Regions from separate parts of the Sus scrofa genome. Here regions 2 and 3 are each linked to region 1. The links are chromatin contacts, called in public Hi-C maps. All regions are on one chromosome and are shown on one strand. Each heading gives the region's core, a stretch centred on a gene start, on an enhancer-like site or on the middle of the called end of the contact. The rest is flanking DNA. Distances are from core to core; before and after follow the strand shown. Region 1 holds the start of ITGA9 (integrin alpha-9). Region 2 overlaps ITGA9 (integrin alpha-9). Region 3 overlaps ITGA9 (integrin alpha-9).

Evidence for each region. Hi-C and Micro-C count contacts between places; a contact is called where the count stands out from the background.
Region 2: a Hi-C map of retroperitoneal adipose tissue shows a contact between it and region 1, with 2.0 times the contacts expected there. The contact joins the enhancer-like site here to the promoter of ITGA9 in region 1. A contact is called at or near these places in 3 of 5 promoter capture datasets (fetal skeletal muscle and liver), 12 of 47 Hi-C or Micro-C datasets (embryonic fibroblasts, fetal skeletal muscle, heart right ventricle and 6 more) and 1 of 2 datasets of contacts at active chromatin or transcription factors (skeletal muscle).
Region 3: a Hi-C map of retroperitoneal adipose tissue shows a contact between it and region 1, with 2.5 times the contacts expected there. The contact joins the enhancer-like site here to the promoter of ITGA9 in region 1. A contact is called at or near these places in 1 of 5 promoter capture datasets (fetal liver), 8 of 47 Hi-C or Micro-C datasets (fetal heart ventricle, liver, mesenteric adipose tissue and 5 more) and 1 of 2 datasets of contacts at active chromatin or transcription factors (skeletal muscle).

What each region holds. Positions count from the first base shown.
Region 1 is chr13:22,296,861-22,300,102 of Sscrofa11.1, forward strand. ITGA9 (integrin alpha-9) reads left to right here and starts at 1,637. Exons shown (of 28, transcript XM_021071658.1): 1 at 1,637-2,283. The coding sequence starts at 2,099.
Region 2 is chr13:22,530,243-22,533,484 of Sscrofa11.1, forward strand. The region is part of intron 18 of ITGA9 (integrin alpha-9); the gene reads left to right. Among named protein-coding and RNA genes, the nearest start is that of CTDSPL, 180 kb to the right of the region's middle. Within about 2 kb of position 1,684, at least 2 of the 83 cell types and tissues checked have an H3K27ac peak or open chromatin away from gene starts, as enhancers often do. A contact at or near this core is called in retroperitoneal adipose tissue, where this site is marked.
Region 3 is chr13:22,431,950-22,435,191 of Sscrofa11.1, forward strand. The region is part of intron 15 of ITGA9 (integrin alpha-9); the gene reads left to right. Among named protein-coding and RNA genes, the nearest start is that of ITGA9, 140 kb to the left of the region's middle. Within about 2 kb of position 1,457, at least 25 of the 83 cell types and tissues checked have an H3K27ac peak or open chromatin away from gene starts, as enhancers often do. A contact at or near this core is called in fetal liver, liver, mesenteric adipose tissue and 3 more, where this site is marked.

The sequences.
Region 1 (3,242 bases), core at 387-2,886:
AAAGTGGGTTTTTTGAAAAATTAATAAAATTAACAACTCCTACAAAGACAGACCAAGAAATAAAGACCAAAACCACAAATTACAGGCATGAAAAAGCTGACATCACTGCAAATTCTGCACATATTAAAAAGGTAATGATTATGGTTAAATGGTCAAGGAAAGACATGGGCTTGAATTGAACACTACGCAGTACAGATGAGAATGAATGAATGGATTTGGAAGCTTGAGGAGGTAGAAAAAACAGGACTGGTTAGATTGGGTATGACAAGAAATAGGTGTAACACTTTGTGCTGAGCTCTCTTAGGTGACTGGGCAGCCATGGGGTTCCACTAGTGAGGCTGGGCAGCTGGGACAGAGAAAAAAGCTTGGGGAAATTGGACTAAAACCAACTTTTCCCAATTTAATTTTACTGCTTTTTTTTTTTTTGACTTGCTATTTAGAAAACAAACCGCCCCCCCAAAAAAACCAGAAAATAACAAGTGTTATGAAAATATAGAGAAATGGAAACTCTGCGCTCTTTGTGGGGATGTAAAATGGTGCAGTGACTGTGGAAAGCAGTATGGCAGTCTCAAAAAGTTAAACAACTACCATATGATCCAGGTATTCCACTTCTGGGCGTACACCCTGAAGAACTTGAAGGTATTTATCTGGAACAGGTAACTATACACCTATATTCATAGAAGTATTATTTACAATAGCCCCAAAGTGGAAACAAACCAAGTGTCAATCCACGGATCAATAAAGAAAATATAGTGTGTACATCAATGGAATATTATGTGGTCTTTAAAAGGAAAAGAAATTCTGGGAGTTCGCATTGAGGCTCAACAGAAACAAATCTGATTAGTATTCGTTAGGACGCAGGTTTGATCCCTTGCCTTGCACACTCGGTTAAGGATCTGGACATTGCCCTGAGCTGTGGCTTAGGCCAGTAGATACAGCTCGAATTTAACCCCTAGCCTGGGAACCTCCATATGCCACAGGTGTGGCCCTAAAAAAGATTAAACATAGAAAGAAAGAAAGGAAAAAAGAAAAGATTCTGATGCATGCTACAACAAGGATGGACCTTGAGGGCATTATGCTAAGTGGATTGCCAAGCACAAAAAGACAAATATTGTATGATTCCACCCGTGTGGGGGTACTCTGAGTAGTTGAATTCATACAATTTGTTGCCAAGGGCTAGGGGGAGGGAATAAATGAGGAGTTAATGTTTCATGAATATAGTTACAGTTTTGCAAGGTAATTCCTAGAGATTGGTGTCATGTCTGCACAACAATGTAAATGTACTTAATGCCACCACACTGTCCACTTAAAGATGGCTAAGATGGTAAATTTTACACACACCCCGACCCATCCACCCAAGCGGAGGTTTTGATTCAATAGGACCTGCTGACTGGCATTTCCAAGTTCTCAGGTGCTGCTGGTGGTGCAGGGATCACATGTACGCACCAGCTGCGAGGAAGCCAGGTGATGATCCCGTGAAGATGTCCTCTGCTCGCTCCCACGTGGCTATCATCGTTATTGGCATCAGCTGGCGTTTCTGGAGCGCTTGCGGGCTAAGGGTTATCTCAGAGCTGGGTGAAGAGACAGCGGATGGGCGGGGCTGGAGTATAAACTTCACCCGCCTTCACCGGTTCTCGGTTTGAGTGTGACACCTGGCAGGACTGCAGGGAGGTTTAGAATTGTCTAGGGACCAGGAAGGTGGGGCGACTGGACTTCTCTTCCGCTGCGGGCGGCGGCGGGAGGCTCGTGGCCCGCAGGGGGCGCTGCAGCGCCGTCCCGCCGCCGGCCGCCCAGGCCGCCCACCCCGCGGGCGCGCCTCTCTGCAGTCCAGCGCCGCCCGGGCCGGGACCGGCTCGCTCCGAGCGCTCACACTTCTCCGCCGGACAGAGGACGCCGCCCGCTCCGGGCCGCCCCTGTGCTCGCTTGCAGCGCCCGCTCAGCTCACGGCCCTCGGCCCGGCGCCGCGTCGCGCCCGCGTTCCCCCGCGGAGCTCCGGCCCCCGGGAGCTTCTCCGCCGTCGGCGGACCCTGAGGCCCCGCTGCCGGCACGCTCGGCGCCCTGCTCGCGGGGCACAGGGGAGGGCGGCGGCCGGCTGGGGATGGGCGGCCCGGCGGCGCGGAGGGGCGCCGGGCGGCTCTGCGCGCTGTTCCTGGCGCTGGTGGCCGCGGGGACTCCCGCGGGCGCATACAATCTCGACCCGCAGCGCCCGGTGCGCTTCCAGGGTCCCGCCGGGTCCTTCTTCGGCTACGCGGTGCTGGAACACTTCCACGACAACACGCGCTGGTGAGTGCCCTCCGGCCCCAGCCCGGACCCCGACCCCGGGCAGGCCTCAGACCCTCGGCTGCCGCCACCGCCTTTCCGGCCTCTCCACGCCGCCGTCCCGAGGGGGTGATTTAAATGTCTCTGTTGCGCGCAGCCGGGCTGCCAAGGGAAGGCGGGGAGAAGGGAGGACGCCGGTCCCGGTCCAGCGGACGCCGGAGCGGGCGCCCGAGTCGAGTCGGAGGGGATCGATCGGGCTCCTGCCCGGGTTTGAGAGCCGCCGGGGTTGCCCCCTCGCCTTCCCAACTAGACTTATCTTAACTCTCTGGGTCGTAGAGTAACTTGGTTCCTCCAGCATCCTGACTCCCCGGGCCGGGGAGACAGGACTCCTCGGTTTGGGGAACCCTTGGTGACACCCCATCCACCCCTTCCCGGCTTTGAGCCCCTCCTGCCGGCTGCGCAGGAAGTAGATAGAGTATCCCCGACATGCGAAATGCTAGGGGAGTGGGCTGGGTGTGCACGGAGGAGGCCTAGTGTGTTGTCGCCTATTCTCTTACCAGACCCTCTGTGGAAGCTGAGAGGGTCTGGGAGGCGGGGGGTGGGGGTGGGATGGTCCACGACCTCCCAGTAACTAGGCTCATGGGGCCAGTGGGTGATTTCTGGGGCAGCCTGGTCCTCATCTCACATGGGGCTGCTGACCAGGAGATAAGCGCTCAGTAGCGGTCACCGAGTCCAGTTGCCTCCTGAGTGACCCCCTCAGAATCCCAAGGGGTGGGCGCTCTTCCCATTAAGCACCGTCTGCTAAGGGAAACAGAGCTTGAGTGTCCAGGCCCAGAGGAGATGCCCCAGGGGAGGTTGATCACTCCTTGGACTTTTCTCCTGGACAAGAGTGAATGAAACAGCCATATGAGGCTCACCCCCCTCCTCAAAGCATTAGGGTGTGGAGAGTTCCCCAGTGCGGGTCCAGGTGAAAACTAGTCCTG
Region 2 (3,242 bases), core at 434-2,933, 230 kb after region 1:
CCCTTTTATGGTTAATTTATAATGTTGGGTTAGTTTCATTGCTTAGTAAAGTGATTGTTATACGTTCTTTTTCAGATGCTTCTCCGTTGCAGGTTACTACAGGGTATTGAATGTAGCTCCCTGTGCTAACCAACCCTCTTTGTTGGTTATCTATTTTCTATATAGTCGTGTATATCTGCTAATGCCAAACTCCTAATTTATCCTCCCTGCCCGCCCACCATTCTCCCTTTTGGTAATTTTATTTTCTATGTTTGTGAATTATTTTCATTTTGTAAATAAGTTCATTTACATCATTTTTTAGATTACGTGTGTAAGAGATCTTATAGGATATCTGTCTTTCTGTCTGACTTCGCTTAGTCTGTCTGTCCAACCATGTAGCTGTAAATGGCATTATTTCATTCTTTTTATGGCTTAGTAATATTCCATGGGGTATAAGTACCACATTTTCTTTATCCAATCCTCTGACACTTAGGTTTTTTCCATGTCTTGGTAGTATAAATAGTGCTGCAATGAAAATTGGGTGTTTTATGAATTATTAAAACTAATAACGTTGGAAAATTATTTGCATGCTGGAGTATTTGTACTCTGCAGTGATTGCAAGAAGCAGCTTAAGCTGGAGGAATTTAGAATTTCTTGGAAGTACCTAATGAGCCGCCAAAGTGGAGCAGAGGGGAAGAGAGTCTCTGGCTACCGTCAGACACAGAGGTGAACCTCCAGCTCTGTTTCTTGCAACCACCATGGCCTTGGGCCAAGGGTTATGTTTGTCTGTGCCTCAGTTTCTTATAAAATGAGATGGGCTGAGGATTAAATGAGGCCAACACCACTACTTGTATGTGATGCATACCTGCCATGGTAATGCCTATCTCCCCACCACACTAAGCACATGCTTTATAGTTCATTCATTTACTTGGAAGGTATATATTGATCACCCACCTCAGACCAAGACTAAATGCTGAGGGGAAAGAGGAGAAAAATGAGACTATAAAACAGAGGTTGTGAGTCAGAGGGTGTTGACTCTTTTAAATGGAAAATCAAGACCTATGGTCTTCACAAAGGGCTGTGTGTGTGTGGCTCCATACTTGCCAAAAAAAAAAAATATAGTGTTGAGCCGAGCCTATTTTTATAATTAATAAACTGCCTTTATTTAAAAAATAAAATTATATGAAAATAACAGAAAGCTCAGTAAATGTCAGCTCAGCTAAATGTTTTTGTTAGCTTTGGTGGCTCTGCTTGCTTTTAATAATACTTGCTGATTTTTTTTTTTCATTTACATACCATTTGCTGAAATATTGGAATTTTTGGTTTGGGAATGTTGACTTTTTCAAATCCAAGATATATCATGGTTCAAATATGTGATCCATGCAATAAAAAAAAATCAGAATTCAGAGAACTAAGAGAATGATGTGGTTTAAAAACAGTGGGTTGTAAGACAGGGCCAGGAGAGGACCCACCCAGAGGTCCACTGGCATGTGAAGCCCTGTGAAGCTTGGCAGCGGAATTGGGTTTTTATCACAGGCAGTGATGGGCCAGACTGAAGGTACAGATGGAGCAAAAAGACACAAGGACAGAGGCTGGGACATCCTGGGGCAAGAGCCAAGAAGAACCAAACAGTACAGGGACATCAGAAGTGGGATTCCATCTTGGGGCAGGGTGGGTGGGCAAGGGAGGGGAGGAGGACACGTGGTCATGAGTCCAGTGGGGAGAACGCAGAGCCTCCACGGGATGCGTTGGATCACGTTCAGAGCACTTCCTATTCATAAGAAGGAAGTTACTGCCCAGTGGCCATAAGTCACTGGATGAATTGCTGTATCACCCCCTAGTCTCCTGGAGGGACATTGTGATAGAAGGATGGGTGCATGTCCTTTTATTTCTTCCATGACAAGGTCTAATGTGGGAGGTTTCACAACATAGGAACTTGCTGGAAGGAAGCCAGTTTTGCTCTTTCTGAGGAGTGAGTGCTTTCAGTTCTGAATTAAACTCAGTTTTCGGGGGTGGAAAAGCAGCAGGGCAGCTTCTGCAGCTTTCAGTGGCTTATTCTTTATGACAGGAGTCCTAGAGGGTTCATAAGTTGGTTTCCCTTGTAAAGCGATTCTTCCAGCTTAAATCTGCCTTTACCCCAGAAAGGGGAACCTCCTTCTCATGTTCAAGGCCAACCACTCAAGATGGTGCCCTGCGATAAGGCTGATCCAGCTTCTTACCCAGGTAGAGCAGGAAAGGTTTAGACCCTTCCAGTCTGCATACCTCTATATTTGTGCAAGTGCCCGGGCCTGTTCTCAGACAGAAGATTTCACCCAGGAGCCTCATGCGTACACCTGGTTAAAATGAAATCAATTAAGTGGAGCTGGGAAGTCCAACATTGCGCCTCGGAAGGATTTGTGGAAGGAAGGGCGCACCCCTCATCCTTCAGCGTGTGAACAGATGGCAAACAGCCTTCCTGCTCTCTGCCACCGCCCTCACTCATGGCAGGAACTGATTTTCATTGTGTTCTGCTTTCTCCGGTGTCTCTCGTCAAGTTAATAGTAGCCTCGAGTAAAACTGCAACCTTTAGATGTTTATAGTCATCTTAGCCGGGCCATTAAGATGATGAATGGACTTGCTGCTTGCCCTTGTAAGAGAGCCTTGAGGGTGGATATCAATACACAGAAATAATAAGTCTTTTCTGCCCCTTTCCTGTTTTTAATCCGGGGCCCCAAGCCCCCTGGTGCTTTACCTTGAACTCCCTGCTTAATGCCAGGCAGAAAAAGCTCACCTGGATCTAGGCCCATTTGAGGCTCTAACAGAGTGAGCTCTTTCTGTCACACTGTTGGTCTGCCCCATCCTGCTCATCAGAGATAAGTCTCATGTTCCCTGGAGCCCCTTGGCATCTCTGGGTTGTTTCTGCTGGCCCTGACTGTCCCCCTGGAGAGGACAAGTATGGGACCAGGCTGGGTTTGCCGGTCCTCACCTGGATTACCTGTGGCACTAGCATTTTTCTGGCCCTCATCAGAGCCATCCTAACCCAGAGTGCCATCTGTGCCTGGGAGGAAGGCCGGGCCCTTTCTGCAATGGTGAGGAAGCAGTGGAGAACCTCAGACACCCATGTCAAATCGCAACGTGGCCTTGGTGTTCCACGGTGGGGCTCAGCTTTCACGTCTATGAAAAGCTGCATTTGTGTATTCACTGTGTTGGGAAAGAAGGCTGCGCTTGGCTTTAGAAATGTCAACAGAGCTGTGGCTACACCAAGGATCTTTTACAAAGGACGT
Region 3 (3,242 bases), core at 207-2,706, 130 kb after region 1:
TTCTGTCCCACTGTCCTCTGATCATGACTTCTAGCCTCATAGCCACCTTATTGCCCAGTATGCCTGCTGGAGCTCCAGCCATCACATCCGAATTCCAGATGGGAGACAGGAGAAAGAGAAGAGTACAAAGGAGTATGTATTGCAGCTAAGTTGTCTGTCTTTGTGGAAATTTGCCAGAAGGTTTGCATGATAATTTATGCTTGCATCCCATGACTACCTCTTCCTCCATGGGAGACTGGGAGATGTTGCCTGTAGCTAGGCACGTTGCAGGCAAGGCACATGACAGTCTCTGCCGTGGTCCAGTGTATGTCAACCTTGTGCGTGGACCTCAGCATACACTGCCAGGTATTCTAGCCATTTATATCATATCTAACCCTCCTATCAGACCCTCAGCTGTTGGAAGCCCTGAACCTCTCCCCTCCTCTTTGTACCATTTAAAGCTACCAATCCAGGGGCATCTGTGCTGGGCCCTCAGGCTGTCTTTGCTGAATTGAGTCAAATTCAGCCCCTCCCTTCACAACCCCCCCACCCCCCAGCTCCCTATGGATCTGCAGTTATAAACAATTTCTTATCAAGCATTTCCAAAAAATTCTTCCTGAAGAGCTTTTACATAATTATCAGTTTAATATGTGATTATGATCAAAGTGCTAAAAACTATTAATACACTTGGAAAAATCTAGGTCATAAAAATTGGCAGTATTGGTAAACATGTGGTTATGCTATCTGATTCCAGATGTTAGAGAGATAAGAGAGAAACGTTTCACCAGTGATCAGTATTAAAAAGTCAGGGAGAAATATTTATAGAAAATGCTTCTTTTTTCTCTTTCATTTGGGTTTGAACTCAGAAATATAAGGTCAGAGTTTGCTGAGAAGCCTTGTGTCAGTATTTTTGCAATATTTGTAAAAGGGCAGAGAACCCTGAAAATTAAGTTATGTGAATTTATGTTCCACCACATTAAAAAAAAAAAAAAAAGTGGGTGGAAAAAGTCAGAATGGTTGGAAGGAAGGGCTTTCCCTTTTGCTCTTGGAGGGAAGGAAACTCTGACTGAGCCGGACATCTCAGCTGGAAAGTGTCTTTGCTGAGCCCTTGCCATGTGACCGGCTGATTCACTTTGTCTCTAGGTCCCCAGAGAGGTGATGTAAGCAAGGCCTGGAACTTCTAGGGAGAGGCGGGAAATCGGTGCAGGCCCAGCCCTCTGGCATTGGAAACTGAATAGAGCTCTGGCCAAAAGCAGACAGAACTTTGCAGCTACAATGTGTGATTCTGTTTCAGGTGTTGGTCATAAGGTCTGTTTCCTCTTCCTCAGCTTTCCTTGCCTTCTTCCCTTCCCTCCCCTTTTTTCTTTCTTTTCTCTTTTTTTTTTCTTCCAGTTTTTCTGGTGATCCCTTGCAGCCATTCTGTGCAGCTGTTCTGCTCTCCCCCAGTCAGCCTAGGTCTGATTTTTGGAAATACCTGAATGAGGAGCAAGAGGCTACCGCCACAGTTCTGGTTTTGAATCTGGCAAACTGCACCAGGAGGTTCCGTAGAAAGAGCCTGGACTTTGGAGTCCGTGAGACACAGGTGTCAATTCCAGCTCCAGCATCATTGGCTGTAGAGTTGGGGCAAGTGATTTCACTTCTCCGAACCTCCCAAGTCTCATCTGTACATGGAGGTTAGTTCCTACTTCAAAGGGCTGTTAGGAGGATTGAACAAAATATGAAGAAAAGCCCAGGGAGGTGGACAAAGTCCAAATTGTGTTGGGCTGCGTAAGCCGTGCTGAGAGGTTGGATTTGATGAACGTGCTCTGGGAGGCAGGGCGGTGACACGATAGGATGGATGTTTCCAGAAGGTCACTCTGGCCCTGTGTAAAGAGCACACTGAGGGGGATGGGCAGAGTGGAAACAGACAGCTGAGCTGGGAGGAGAGCAGTGGAGAAGGGGGCTGAACCTTTTAGGGGTGAAGACAGTAGGAGCAGCTGCAGTCTTAGATGTGGAGGAGGGCAGGATAGAGAGCCTTCAAGCTGGAGTCCTAGGTGTGGGGAGGGTGGTGCCTGTCCCGGAGCCTGCAGAGGACCGTGCACCTGGCCAAGTCCGGATCCATGAGGACCTGGAGGAAAGAGAGGTGTGTGTCACTGCCCTCGTTGAGTGGTGAATACCCTAGGACAGGCCAAGGTCTGCCTCTGCTCTTGCTTTGAAGCTCTTGTGCGCCAACCGTGCACCATTTAGACAGCAGCTTCTAGAGCCAAGTTGGGCAGTTTCTAGAGCCAAGGGGGGCAAGGCCTGGAAAGTGACACAGTCTCCTGAAAGCATTGGGGACCCCTGCTAATGCCCTTGGTTGATGCTGGGCCTTCACTGGTGCTGTCTGGTGCAGAGTCAGAACAAAGTGAAAGCTACTCAGAGCTGGATTCGCGCGGGCTCTGGAATCTGAGCCACATTCTTGAATCTGGGTGCTGGGCTGGCATGACCGTTGGAGGTAGATCAGGACCCCAGCTCCAGAAGTTCCACCTGGGTAGATTGTAGGGGTTGGGGACTGGGGGTGGGGGGTGGGAAACGCCTGGAAATCTGGGTTTCGAAGCACTTCGAAAGACACTGTCCCAGGAGGGGGTGGTCCATGTAACTCCTGTTCTGGTTCTTTTATTTCCACTTTCTTTTTTTTTTTCCTATTTAGGGCCGCACCCTCAGCATATGGAAGTTCCCAGGCTAGGGGTTGAATCAGAGCTGCCAGCCTACACCACAGCCACAGTCACAGCACTGCAAGATCCAAGCCTCATCTGTGACCTACACGCAGCTCACGGCAATGCTGAATCCTTTACCCATTGAGCAAAGCCAGGAATCCAACCCACATCCTCATGGATACTAGTTGGGTTCTCAACCTGCTGAACCACAACAAGAACTCCCCCTTTTTTCCCCCCAGTTTGGGGCAGTATCTCCTCTTCCTGTTCATAATCCAGACTCTGGGGGCAATTAGGGGTAGGAAGTCTAGCCTCCAAGGAAGAAGAACGCTCTCACGTGTTTGATGAGTCTGTTCCTAAAACATTGACCAGAGCAGCAGACCAGCACACAGCAAGGACTGCAGACTCATGAAATGACTGTCACACGTTAGAGCTCAGATAAAAGTCTTTGGCAAACCTGTAACGACTATTTCAGAGAGAAAAAGAACAGAATTTATAAGGTCTAAAAATAGCAGCCCCAGTGCCGCTATGTTTAACTTGTCAGGGAACCTGTTTGAGCCGAGACAGGCAGGGGATTTTATTTCTCTGGCC